Regions from separate parts of the Mus musculus genome. Here region 1 is linked to region 2. A link is a contact called in public capture Hi-C data. All regions are on one chromosome and are shown on one strand. The core of a region is the stretch at or near the end of the contact, and the rest is flanking DNA. Distances in the headings are between cores, read along the strand shown. Region 1 overlaps Appl2 (adaptor protein, phosphotyrosine interaction, PH domain and leucine zipper containing 2). Region 2 overlaps Glt8d2 (glycosyltransferase 8 domain containing 2).

What was found. Capture Hi-C pulls out chosen DNA fragments and counts their contacts.
Region 1: a capture Hi-C map of embryonic stem cells shows a contact between it and region 2, with 4 times the contacts expected there. The contact joins two enhancer-like sites. A contact is called at or near these places in 2 of 9 other capture datasets (embryonic stem cells and pancreatic islet).

What each region holds. Positions count from the first base shown.
Region 1 is chr10:83,616,570-83,622,971 of GRCm38.p6, forward strand. Appl2 (adaptor protein, phosphotyrosine interaction, PH domain and leucine zipper containing 2) reads right to left here. Exons shown (of 21, transcript NM_145220.2): 6 at 5,143-5,184; 7 at 4,960-5,018; 8 at 4,129-4,275; 9 at 778-860. Among named protein-coding and RNA genes, the nearest start is that of Appl2, 29 kb to the right of the region's middle. Within about 2 kb of position 4,157, at least 37 of the 459 cell types and tissues checked have an H3K27ac peak or open chromatin away from gene starts, as enhancers often do. A contact at or near this core is called in embryonic stem cells, where this site is marked.
Region 2 is chr10:82,649,875-82,655,674 of GRCm38.p6, forward strand. Glt8d2 (glycosyltransferase 8 domain containing 2) reads right to left here. Exons shown (of 10, transcript NM_029102.3): 8 at 4,808-4,974; 9 at 2,994-3,106; 10 at 559-1,644. The coding sequence ends at 1,475. Tdg (thymine DNA glycosylase) reads left to right here. Exons shown (of 10, transcript NM_172552.4): 10 at 1-925. Among named protein-coding and RNA genes, the nearest start is that of Tdg, 23 kb to the left of the region's middle. Within about 2 kb of position 2,512, at least 10 of the 459 cell types and tissues checked have an H3K27ac peak or open chromatin away from gene starts, as enhancers often do. A contact at or near this core is called in embryonic stem cells, where this site is marked.

The DNA.
Region 1 (6,402 bases), core at 2,907-5,406, 970 kb after region 2:
GATGTAACAGCATCAGGAACACGTCCCCATTTCCACATGAAGATTCCACAGCCATCATTTCCACTCTGTGTATTTCCCTCTTTGGGGGCAGGGTAAGAGGTTCTGAAAGGGTCTCATGTGCTCCAGGCTGGCCTTGAACTCTGGCCTTCCTGTCCCCTCCTCCTGCCATTTTTTATCTCTTAAACTATAGCACCCCCTCCCCAAACCCAACCCACACATAGTCTGCACAGATACGCAGAGTGACACATGCATGCTCTGGTGAAACTAGTCTGCAGATGTGGTCCATGAGCCACCTCACTCTTGTCACAGGGGTCAGGGAAGGGGACAGGGGCAGGAGCCAGGGCAGCCCTCCCAACCACCAAGCACAGGTAAGACCATCTGAGGAAAGTGATGGGGGTTTGAAGCATGAACTCCATGGCTGCACCACAGCTCACTGAAGTAAATGTGAAGGCTAGGGTAAACTAGTACGACAGCTAGAACGTCCTCAAAAGTTAAAGCACTTCTGGTTGCTGATCCCATAATCCCAGAGGGAAAGCTAACCTCCACCTCTCACAAGCTCAGAGCGTGTGTCACCCACACATCAACACAAGCGATTCTGACACCAGAAGTGCCTGGACTCCATGGGAAGTACAAGTTTTCATGTTGGGAGAGCCTGGCCTGCTACAGGGTAATGGGGCTCTGTTGACCTCTGAAGACAGAAGGCTCCCCCACCTCCCAGAGAGGCTGACTGACTGGGAAGACAGAAGGAACCCAGGTCTCGCCTGAGAGCAGCATTACCTCTGAACCATGTCTTTAACGGATGACAAGAAGCCGTCCATACTTTTGGAGAACATCTCTGCTCCTCTCTTGAAAAAGTTGATCTGAAAGATACAATTGCAGTACTCTGTACATCAGCTGGGAAGGCTAAGTGGCCAGTTCCCGAACTGTGAGACCTTGTGGGACAACTGAGGGTCGCCAGCGCCTCCTGCTGGTAATCAGGCAGCATCTCGCCATCGCCCACCTCCAGCACACTGGTTGAGAAGGCCCAAGTTTGTCAGTGGAGAAGGTGGAGCCTGGCAGCCTTGTGGTGGCTCCTTCAGGAGACTGAGGGATGCTCAGGCCCAGCAGCACACGGACAAGCATCTGATGAAGTACAGCATGAGATGCCTGCCCTCGCTGAGGGCTACCATCTACCTGCCTGAGCACACTCACCGGGCCCTACACCGCATACACGGACAGATGGTGAACTGAGCTGTGGCAGAGGGGAACCTGAGCTAGAGAGCCCAGTTTTAAGAGCCTCTTCCAACCACAGCACAAAGGGGATCTGGCACTAAGCAGCTGCTAAACTAGGTGAGGCAGTCTGCTCCCCAGGGTTCTGAGATGGGTGCTTTCTCTGCCTATGGGACAGTGGTACCCTGAAGACCTGGGAAGTTGGAATGAAACTGCAGGTTTGGTGCTGAAGGAAGGACTACTTGCTTCATTTCCTAGGTCTGGGTGCCAACACATGTGCCAGGCCAGGCAAGGGAAAGAGAGATGGTAAGAATGCAGCTGCCCAGCCTGCAAAGCTCAGCCTCCCTCTCTTGTGAAGACTTTCCCAGCTGTGACACAAGGCCGCAAAGACAGGAAGCAGAGTGTGGCCTGAGTGGTGTTATCAGCAGTGTCTGGATAGTCTTCCCTCTAATCTGAGAACCCAGGAATGTGTGCACCTGTCCTGAGGTCAGGGAGGGTATGGACAGCCGATGAACACGATTATCCCCACGCGGTAATACACATGTGGGAGGCTCTGGCCTGCTGACCTCTAATTCAGCTTAACATTGTAAATCCATTCCAATCCCTGCAACATCAAAAACCAAACGATACTCATCAGTTAGTTTTCATCTTTTAAATCAGCCTTCGGCATTTCTAATGGCTCAGCATCTGGGGTTTCTTGTCCTTCCCTGCTGACCTCCTTTGGAGCATTGCTTTAAGCCTTTGACTTGCTCTCCAGTTACTGTGAGCTCTCTGGAGCGACCCAATCCCAAGCACAGAATAAATGGAGGGGCTTTACAGCCCCACTGCCTAGGGCTTACCCTGAAAATACACATGAGAGGTCACTTATACACTCCAGGATTTCACAGGGCTGTTGAGATGGCTCAGAGCACCTGTCCCCACGTCTGCAGGACTCACATGATAAAAGGAACTGATTCCTGAAGTTGTCCTCTTACTTCCACATGCATGCCAGGGCATGTGCAAGCTCCCCTCTCCACATGCACGCACGCACGCACGCACGCACACACACACACACACACACACACACACACAGAGTGTGATTTTGGAAAATCCATACAACTGATAAAAACCTCCATCCTGAGGCTTCGGAACTAAAATCAATTTCAAGCCTATGTTCTAAGGACCAGAGAAGCCACAGCAGGTGCAACCCACGTCCCTAAGCAGGAGACAAAGCCTGGGCAGTCTACCAAGTGGGCCTGCCAACAGCTGGGTGCAGTGCTCTCACACCTTCAGCTAGCATAGGCGATGCCCATAGGCTGATACCTGAGGGCTGAGGCACAGCACATACTTCTGAGTCACACAACAACTCACAGCGTCACGCAACACTCAGCCAAGAGAACTCTAGCTGTGTCTCGAATGAGGAGAATTTCTAGGTGAAACACAAAACGCCTCTCCCCAGTCTTCTGCCACAGCACCCGATGGTACAGCCCCGCCCTCCCAGGCCGGGGTTGCGTGTGTGCCAGCACTGAACTCTCCTCTTCCCTCCTGGAGCCAAACTACAATCATTTAAAAAGCTTGGCTAGGAGAGCTGGTGTAGTCAGTCCTCGGCTGGGAGAAAGCACAGAACAGCTGGCCATATCCCTTGGGTACTGTGAAACTGTCCACCACCAAGCAAGCTCTGCAGACTGAGACAATATACAAATCTTCCCTCTCCATGTTCCTGGGCTTGTGAGTGAGCAGGGATTACTGCCCCAGCAAAGGCTGCCATGCAGGGACGGCACACAGGACATAATCACAGAGCAAAGAGCATAGTTCTCTAATATGGCTAGGTCAGTTGTCGGGTCCAAGGTGTAATAAAGGAGGGACAGAGAGTCAGCACGGTGCCCACTGTGTGGGAGCTAGGTGGCTCTGCCGAGGGCTGAAGGCCCAACAGGACAGTACTTAGTTTTGGATAACCCAGCTTTATTCAGATGACAGAGAGGCTAGATTGCCCTATTTGAGTTAATACCTCTGCAGGAATAAGCTGGCTTCAGTGAACTCCCCATTCAACATGTAGCAACTACATCAGGAAAACAGACAGTTGTGTCTGGCTGCTTAAAGATGCCCAGGCACACACCCCTTTCCCCTTAGTGAAGCTGATGTATTTCTTTTCAAATACATGTAATTTAAAATGCATACAGAAGCCAGAGATGCTCATGTGTGTTCAATTGGTAACAGGTCTTAGAAACATTTTGTTTCTTCTCCTCATTTTCGGTTCATAGATTATCAAATGACCTAAGATTCTGGGTGCATTTGTCTTGTACAACGTAAGGGCTGAGAGTCACGGAGGGCTAAAGCAGGGAAAACTCATGCCGGCCCCTGCCACTCGCCTGTGCCATGGCAGCTGGGTCAACATCCTTAAACTGGAGCATCTCTAAGACAAGGATCAGCAGATCACTAACTAGGAGGGAAGATGCTGACTGAGTGCCCCCTCCCCCCCACCCCCCTCCCAGGACTTCAGAAAGCACAGGTACCATTCCCCCGGCCCCGGGAGGGAGCACACGCAGTAACTTCAGGGGCATGCCGTCTGCACATGAGCCAGCCAGGGTGAGCCTGACAGTGCAGAGTAGGAAAGGAACATGCACAGCCCGGCTCCTGGGGTGAGCCTGCGGTGCCACTGTGAAGGCAATGTGGACACACCGGGCTCTGCACCAGCCATGCGGCCTGGGCAGAAAGCAGAACCAGGACTCGCTTTCTTGGAAGGCAGGCAGGCTCTTCCCTGAGGGAGGCTTGGGAGGAGGCCATAGCTTCCTGAACATATGGCCTCACAGGCCGAGCCCAGCTGGAAGCTCTGGTAACAGTTGAGCCCTAGGAACTTTCCCAGGGTATTGTGCATCTGTTGCCATGACGAGGCTTCCATTTCTCCTGATGGCTGCTTCGGGGTTTCCTCTCATCCCCTACCTGTCCGTGGGCAAAGCCTATCAAGGGTTCCATCATGGCCGCCCGCTTGCGGTACTGCAGTGCGTTGAGTGCGCAGTAGTACTGAAGGGATGAGAGGTGCTGTTTCCGCCGGGCAGCCGCCACCTCTTTCACAATTTCCGTCTTCGCCTGGGAAGAGGGAAAGGGAACCCAAGTCGCTCACAGGGTCTGGGAATTTTGCCAGAGCACAAACTTTCACACATAGTTGGTTGTTCATCATAAACATTTCCATGACCAGCAGAATGGCGCAGAGAGAAGGTTCCACCTTAACTTAAAAAGGAGCCCCAGTGAAATCACAACACGACAGCACCCCGGTCCCCGAGACTGTATGAGGCAAAGCCAATACCCTGCGAGCGGCAGTGCCCACTGATACTCTTTGGGAAAATGGTTCAGCAGCAAGTGCCCAAGCCACACACACCTGGTCCATGCAAAAGTCTATATATAGTCCCGGGCGTAGCTCAGCTCAAGGGAGTCACGAGCAGAACTAACAAGTGTGTGCATGAAGACAGACTCCGTTGCCTGGGATACTAAAACATCAGCCGGCAGCTAAACGGGAGCTCAAGAGACTGATCAGTACGGGGTCAGACAGCAGGACAGAGCACCACAGAGAAGTCAGTCAGCACACGGTCAGAATTTACAGTGGCTCCGAAACAGTGCACAGAATTGTGATGAGCTGTACACACGAGGTACAGAAGAATGTGAAGGTGCAGACTCAGGAAAGGAGCAGAGCTCCACCACACAGCAGCCATGCCACAAGCTCACAGAAGTCACAGAAGGAGCTGAGGTCCATGACGTGACTGAAGGAACACCCACCTTCTCGTTCTCCTTCTTCTTAGGGAGCCTGCTATACTTTGCCATTGACAGGTCGTGCTCTAAAAATAAAAGACATTTGAGCACCGGGAAGGGTCAAAGGGCAAGAACAATGGTTGTCTAGCCTGCCCCCACGACACTCATGCACAGCCGAAGCCCATGCACCAAGAATGAAAAAATGCCTACCGCTGCTGGCAAGTCCAAAGAGATCCTTCAAAGTGCTGACTTCTGAACAAAGGAAAAGAAAAGATGTCAGAGCAGAAGAGCTGGAGCCATGTGAAGAAGCCAGGGCACATGCTCTGTCCACAGCCCCTCGCTCCTCAGCTCCCACAAACCCTGGCCTAGTGGCTACCATCACACTTCACCCCCAAGGGTCTGTAAGGGAGATGGACTCCTGGGGATGGGTGGACAGGACATGGTCAGGTACTTATCCTGGAAGTATAAGCTATACTGGCCTATAAGCTGAAGCCCTCAAGTGTCTTAGGCCATCTTCCCGTATGTTTCCTGTTGCCACCACTGTAGAAACCTGACTTATAAATCACCAGTGGGCATGGTGCTGGTTCCAGTGAAAATGATACAAACTGGCACAGTGCACAGCCACAAGCCAACACCAATAATCATGACCCCACAGCATGGCACCTCACCCGTCATGCACAAGATGACTTAATCCCCAAACCAAACTGACAGAAAGGTCGCCAAGAGAATGACGACAGCGAGAGGAAACACTGAAGAACACAGAACATAGAAGAGACCCTGAAGGAGTGACAATTCCCACCTTCCTGACATAATCCACACAAGAGGACACTACAGCTTCTATGCTGGTCTCACTCTCCCTGGGGCTGGGCTGCTCTCCCCTTCCTTCCCACATTTCCATTCTTTCTGCTTTTACTCCAATTAGAGTAGAGCTGTCTTCCAACAGCTTGATAGTGTCCCGTGCTCTCCTCAGGTGTACTTCCACTGGGGCAAAGATGAATGAAAGGCAGTAAAGCTGGCTGTGGTGGATGCTGATGATATGAGGTGGAGGCAGGAGGATCATGAGTTCAAGGCCAGCTTAAGCCAAACATTTATGGAACTGGAGAGACAGCTCAGTGGCTCAAAGCGCTTACTGCTCTTTTAGAGGGCTCGTTCAGGCTTGGTTCCTAGCACCTAGACAGGAGGTTCACAATATCTGTAACTCCAGTTCCAGGGCATCAGGTGCCCTTTTCTGACTCTGGAGACCCCAGGCACACATATATACAATCAGGAAAAGCATCCATATATAAATTCAAACAAATTTAAAATTAAACAGGCAGTAAGGTGTATGCTAAGGCACTATGTAAGCAGACTGCAACTGGATTTACATTTGGCTGGGGCCAAATGCTTCAAGTTTCTGTCTTTGAGTCATGATAACAGGGTGATTTGATTAGGTTTTCATAGATAAGAAATGTTTGTTTTTATTACTAATTG
Region 2 (5,800 bases), core at 1,262-3,761:
TCTTGGTGGAAATTTTAACATGCCTTTAGCTGTGGCAGTGATGGGCTTTCTTTTTCCTTCTGTCTGGGTCAGGTTGTGCACAAGTCATGTTATTTGGAAGGTGCACTGCACTGCTGTTTACATGGGCATTTTATGCGGGTGCTTTGAAGTGCCTTGCATCAGGGATTAGGATCAATTGAATTCTTTTTTTCATGGGACTATGTAAAGCATGTAGTATTGCCTTGGTATGTAACTATTGTAGTTTTACCATGGAGAAATACCTTTAAATTATAACTCTGGAGAGCAGCCATGAGGACCCTCTGTACTTCCTGGTGCTTTTCCTTAACATGGTGGGTGAGTAGCGAGTGCGGGGCACCCTGTACATGGCAGGGTGGGGCGTTCTCATTAAATAATACTGAGATTTTAAACATGCGCAGTCTGAGCGTTTTTACAATAAACATTAAGAATGGCTATGCTTAGTATACAGGTTTTCCTCCAGCAGGATTTAATGGTATTCCTCCCCACTGGAAACCTGAGGATGGCTTACTTTCTCTTACATGTCACATGACAAAAATCACAAAAGCTTGAATAGTTTATTTTTACAGATTCTACATTTTTTTAATTTATAATTTTGTAAAAGACAAGACTAGCAACCTGTTTTTAAGAAAGAAAACCCTGCAGCCAGATGTGGTGGCCCAGGCCTTCAGTTCCAGTACTTAGGAGGCAAAGACATGAGGATCTTTGTGAGTTTGAAGTTGTGAGTTCCAATTTATCCAGGGATATAGAGAAAGACCCTGTTTGTTTGTTTGTTTGTTTTTGAGGCAGCGTTTCTCTCCGTAGCCTTGGCTGTCCTGAAACTCACTGTATAGACCAGGCTGGCCTCGAACTCACAGATTAAACTCTTTCTGCCTCCTGAGTGCTGAGATTAAAGGTATGTGCCGCCACCACCCGGCTAACTTGTTTCTATTATTTTGAAAACATGTATGGATATTTTGCCTTCCATATGTGCATCACATGTGTACCCAGTGCCTGTGAAGGCCAGAAGAGAATGTCAGAGCCCCTGGAACTGCCATGTGGGTTCTGGGAATCAAAGCTGGGTCCTCTGGAAGAACAGCCAACACTCTCTCCAGCCAGGGAGATCCCATCTTAGAAGTAAAACAAAAGAACTGCTCCCAAAATATCTAACTGAGAAAATAGAGATTTTGAAAATTTTCAGATATAGTTGTCATTCAGGTTGAGACTTGGGGTACATAGCGAGACCCTGTCTCAAAACACCAAAAGAAAAGAATGAGTAGGGGCTGCTCATGGCAATCGTTTGAACTTCAAGAAGTTAAGTCTATCTGTGTGGGCCTTGGTTCAACTTGTACACAGTAGTATTTGTCTCTTACACCATAGGTCATATATATCAGAAGAGTTGCTCTTAAAGAACAGTGTTAGAAGATACAGAGGGCCCGTTCCATTTTTATCCAGGGTGTATTTTAACTGTTGGAGTGTTTCATCTATTGTGATGCAGTTTAAAGATCCCTGCAGGGTCAGGAACAAACCAGCTTTCCCATAAGTCATTGTGAACACTAGGAAAGTCCCAGGGTTTATGTCTTCCATTCCAGTGGAGTAGTTTAGCTTCCTGCAGGAAGTGCTCCGAATATCTTGCATCAGGGTTCCAGCCTTCGGTGTGTGTGGAGGGAAATAAACAACAGGCTTGTTAGTGACGACGATTTTATATGGAACCTTGGATACAAGCTATGGTAAAAGTGTCCAGTTAGCAGGAGTCACACCTTAATAAGCCCCCTTGGTGATAACCATACATTACATAAGCCTAAGGTTATGATAGTGAAGAGATCTTAATACTGCCATTCCTCGGAGTGTTCTACAGTACTTCTAGAAGGTCATGCAGATATAATTTATATAACAAATATCCTCTGCTGTTGTTTTTTCCATAAACAACAATGAAACTCCATTGAGTGTAGAGAAAATATGGTCAGCCAGGATCATGGCCTTGTAACAGTGTCAGTTACATGGCACTCTCTGCATTGTCAGAAACAATAGAATCTGGCTCTTTACATTTCTTGCCTGATTCCAAACCTTATAGGGAAAACGGGATTCTTTTCCTCAGAAAGGTTGTGCCCTTTCTGCATATCAGCAGTTAGTAATTCACAAGTGTCAAACTGAGTCTGCTCCAGGGTCTGTCCTTTTCCTTTTTCCATTTTGCACACGTGTCTGGAAAGCCAACATTGATATCAGGTTTCTTCCTCAATTTCTCTCCAATATTGAAGCAGTGGTCTCTCACTTAAACCCAGAGCTTACTGGTGTGTCTGGTCTAGCTAGCCAGCTTACCCAGAGAACCCTGTCCTAGCTATCTGAGAGCTGGGGTTACTGATGGCCACTAACTATGCTTGTTGCCTTTTGCAAGAGTCCTGGGGATCCAAAGTGGTGTCATGCTTGCTTGGTAAGTGCTCGTATCCACTGAGCCATATCCCCAGCCCAGCTTCATGCTACTTGTTACTGACCTCCACTTTGATGGGATTTTACATCTATGGGAACAGAGTTTTGGCCTGATAGCATTAAAGTGCAAGCTGTCTTAAGGTCACACTCAGTAGGCTCTGTACACTGGAGCATCGCAAGATGGAAGTTCTATGCTGAGCATCACTCTGTAAGCTTTAGATACTTTGTTTTAAATTTTATTTTTATTTTACATGTATTGCATGAGAGTGTCAGATCCCCTGGAACTGGAATTAGAGACAGTTGGGAGCTGGGAATTGAACCTGGGTCTTCTCAAAGAACAGCCAGCGCACCTAACTGGAGCCATCTCTCCAACCCTAGTCAGAATCTTGAATCCTGGAATGCTCACTTCCCTCTGGCAACTAAAGACACCATTTGCATTTGCAGATTCTGAGCCTGAGGGTTAAGGCAGAGAGGTGGCCAAGGTCACTCCTAGGGCCTGAACCCCTGGGCTATAGCATGGTGGTGTTCGCTGAGTAAGAAGTTCACTTCCCCTGCTTCCTGGAAGGACTTACCGAGGTGCCGTATGTGCCACAGTGGGTTGATGGTGGAATACTTCCCGTGAAACACAATCAGCATGGGAGAAGTGGCCACTCCTCCTCCCAGGGAGCTGCTGTAGAGGTTTTCTCTAAGAATGGGATTTAAAAAAACAAAAACATTTGGTTAGAAGCCCTCACTAACAGGAATTAGATAGATGCTAATGTGGCTGGTCCTAAGAGAAAGAAGGCTTCTCTACTTTCCCCCCAACTCCTATTTTTTTAATCAGGAGTTTTTGTTGTTAGAAACGGGGTCTCATGTAGAGCAGATTGGTCTTGAAGTCCATATACAGCAGAGGAAAACCTGGAGTCAAGCCTGCTGCCTCCACTTCCCGTGTGCCGGGATTGTAGGCACGCACCATTAAACCTTATCTCCCATGTAGAATCACAGTACTTGGCCCAGAGCCACTGTCTCCCAATGTATGTCACCTAAGTCCACACTCTCACATGTGTCACCTAGATTCACGATGTTAATACTTATTAATATCCTGTCACTAACTCTCAGGGTTTTTTTAATGGTAGGCTCAGAAGATCAAATTCTGATCTATAGTATTTACAATTACATACAAGTTCAATGGTACTGAGATACATAGGTGTAGGAGCTGGAGAGATGGCCCAACAGTTAAGAGCACCTTCGGGACTCTTACAGAGGACCCCCAGCATCCAGATGTTGACTCTCAACTGTTTGTGACTCCGGTTCCAAGACTTCCAGCACTCTCTCTGGCCTCCAAGGGTAGCAGGCAGAGGCATGCATGTGGTGCAGACATACATGGAGGAAGCAGAACACCATATGCATAGAATTAAAATTAGTTGTTTTTAAATGGGGGAACTATAATGAATAATTTTAAAATATATAAGATATTTTAAATTTTAATATAAATATTTTAGATACTATAAATATTATAAATATAAAAATAATAAAGACTGATAGGAAAGACGATGATGTGGTAGTGGTTGTCTTAGTAAACTTTTTGTTGCTCTATTCTAAAAATTTGATAACTAAAATTCTTAAATTTTAAATTAAAAGTCACTTTTAATGCAAGTTCTGGGGAGAAAACTCACTCAGTAAAGTACTTGGTGGATCTAGCCCCGGAACCCGTGTGAAAACTCTATGCTTGGAATCCCTGCACGAGAAAGGTGGAGACAGAATGGCCAGTGCCTGGGCTAATTGCTGAGCTCTGGGCCAGCAAGAGATCCTGTTTCAAAAAGAGCTGAACTGTGCTGGTGAGGATGAACCCTGAAGTTATTCACACATACTTGTGCACCCACCCATACACACATGTGCAAACACATGCACACACACAGAGAGAAAATAAGCATCAAAGAAAAGTATTTTTTAAAATGCTGGCTCTATGAAATTAGCCTTAAAAGTAGGTCTGTGGCCAGGTGTGATGGTACACATCTTGGATCCCAGCATATCAGAGACAAAAGCCAGCCTGGTTTCTTAGTGAGGCCCAGGCCTGTAGATGAGGGCTACATAGTGAGACCTTCACAAAAAAGCAGTCCAGTAAAAGAAACTCAGCTAAGATAAATGAAGTTTGCCCCCCCACCCCCAGTGGAAAAGATTCAAGCCACATTATTAAGCAGCTTGTTGGGAAGAAGAAAGGGCAATTTCTCAGACTTCTGTCACCTGGGGACAGATCGTCCCCATGCTCCTTGGTTGACAGATTCTGTGAGAATCTGACCTCAGGTGTCCTGTTTTGTTTTGTGTTAATTCCTGAGCCACACAAAGATGAGCCGAGCCACTTGGTCCCAGCTGGGAGCAATGGTGGCAGAGAAACCTGTCCACATACTCCACATTCTTCTGCATCCACTTTTCCAGCTGTTTGGTGATGCGCTGGTGTTTCCATTCAGTCATGTTGGCAACAATCACACCAGGATTGAATGAGCAGGTGCTGGGGCTGATGCCAAGGTCCTTTATGGTCTTCTTCCGGTAGTCCAGATAGCCCATGTATGTGTTCTGCAAAAGAACAGGGTGGAATCTTCTGTTTAGGGAAAATGGTTTACATTCTTGAAGCTTTTGTACACTATCTCTGAGCTTCCTACTGCCCACTGGCAGCTTTCTGCCTTCCTTTGGTGGGTTTTGTTGTGTGAACAGGGTCTCACTTTGTAGCTCTGATCATCCTGGAACTCACTATGTAGACCATGCTGGCCTCAAATTTACAGAGATCTGCCGCTGCATTTCCAGTGCTGGAATTAAAGACATGTGCCACCATGCCCAGCATATGTTTAAAGGTGTGTGTGTGTGTGTGTGTGTGTGTGTGTGTGTGTGTGTGTGTAGAAAGCAAAGGACAACTTTTATCTTGGGTTCAAGTCAGACTTCCAGGACAAGTGCTTTTACCCACAGAGCTATCTCACTCTCCATTGCTGGCTTTACCTCCTTTCCAGCTTCTGAATGCTGGGTGCCCTGCTCAGTCCCAGCACCTGCTACTTGCTTGTCTGACTCCACTGACAACCTTTCTGCTTCAGGGCCCTACATTCCATCTGTGTGACAGCTCTGACCTCTCTAGCCTTCTAACTGCCACATCTGCCTTCTTGATGCTTAAGCAGGTCCAACAGTATAATGGGCTGAGAAAGAAATTAGGGAAATGACACCCTTCACAGTAGTCACAAATAATATAAAATACCTTGGTGTGACTCTAACCAAACAAGTGAAAGACCTGTACGACAAGAATGTCAAGTCTCTGAAGAAAGAAATCAAAGAAGACCTCAGAAGATGGAAAGATCTCCCACATTTATGGATTGGCAGGATTAATATAGTAAAAATGGCCGTCTTGCCAAAAGCA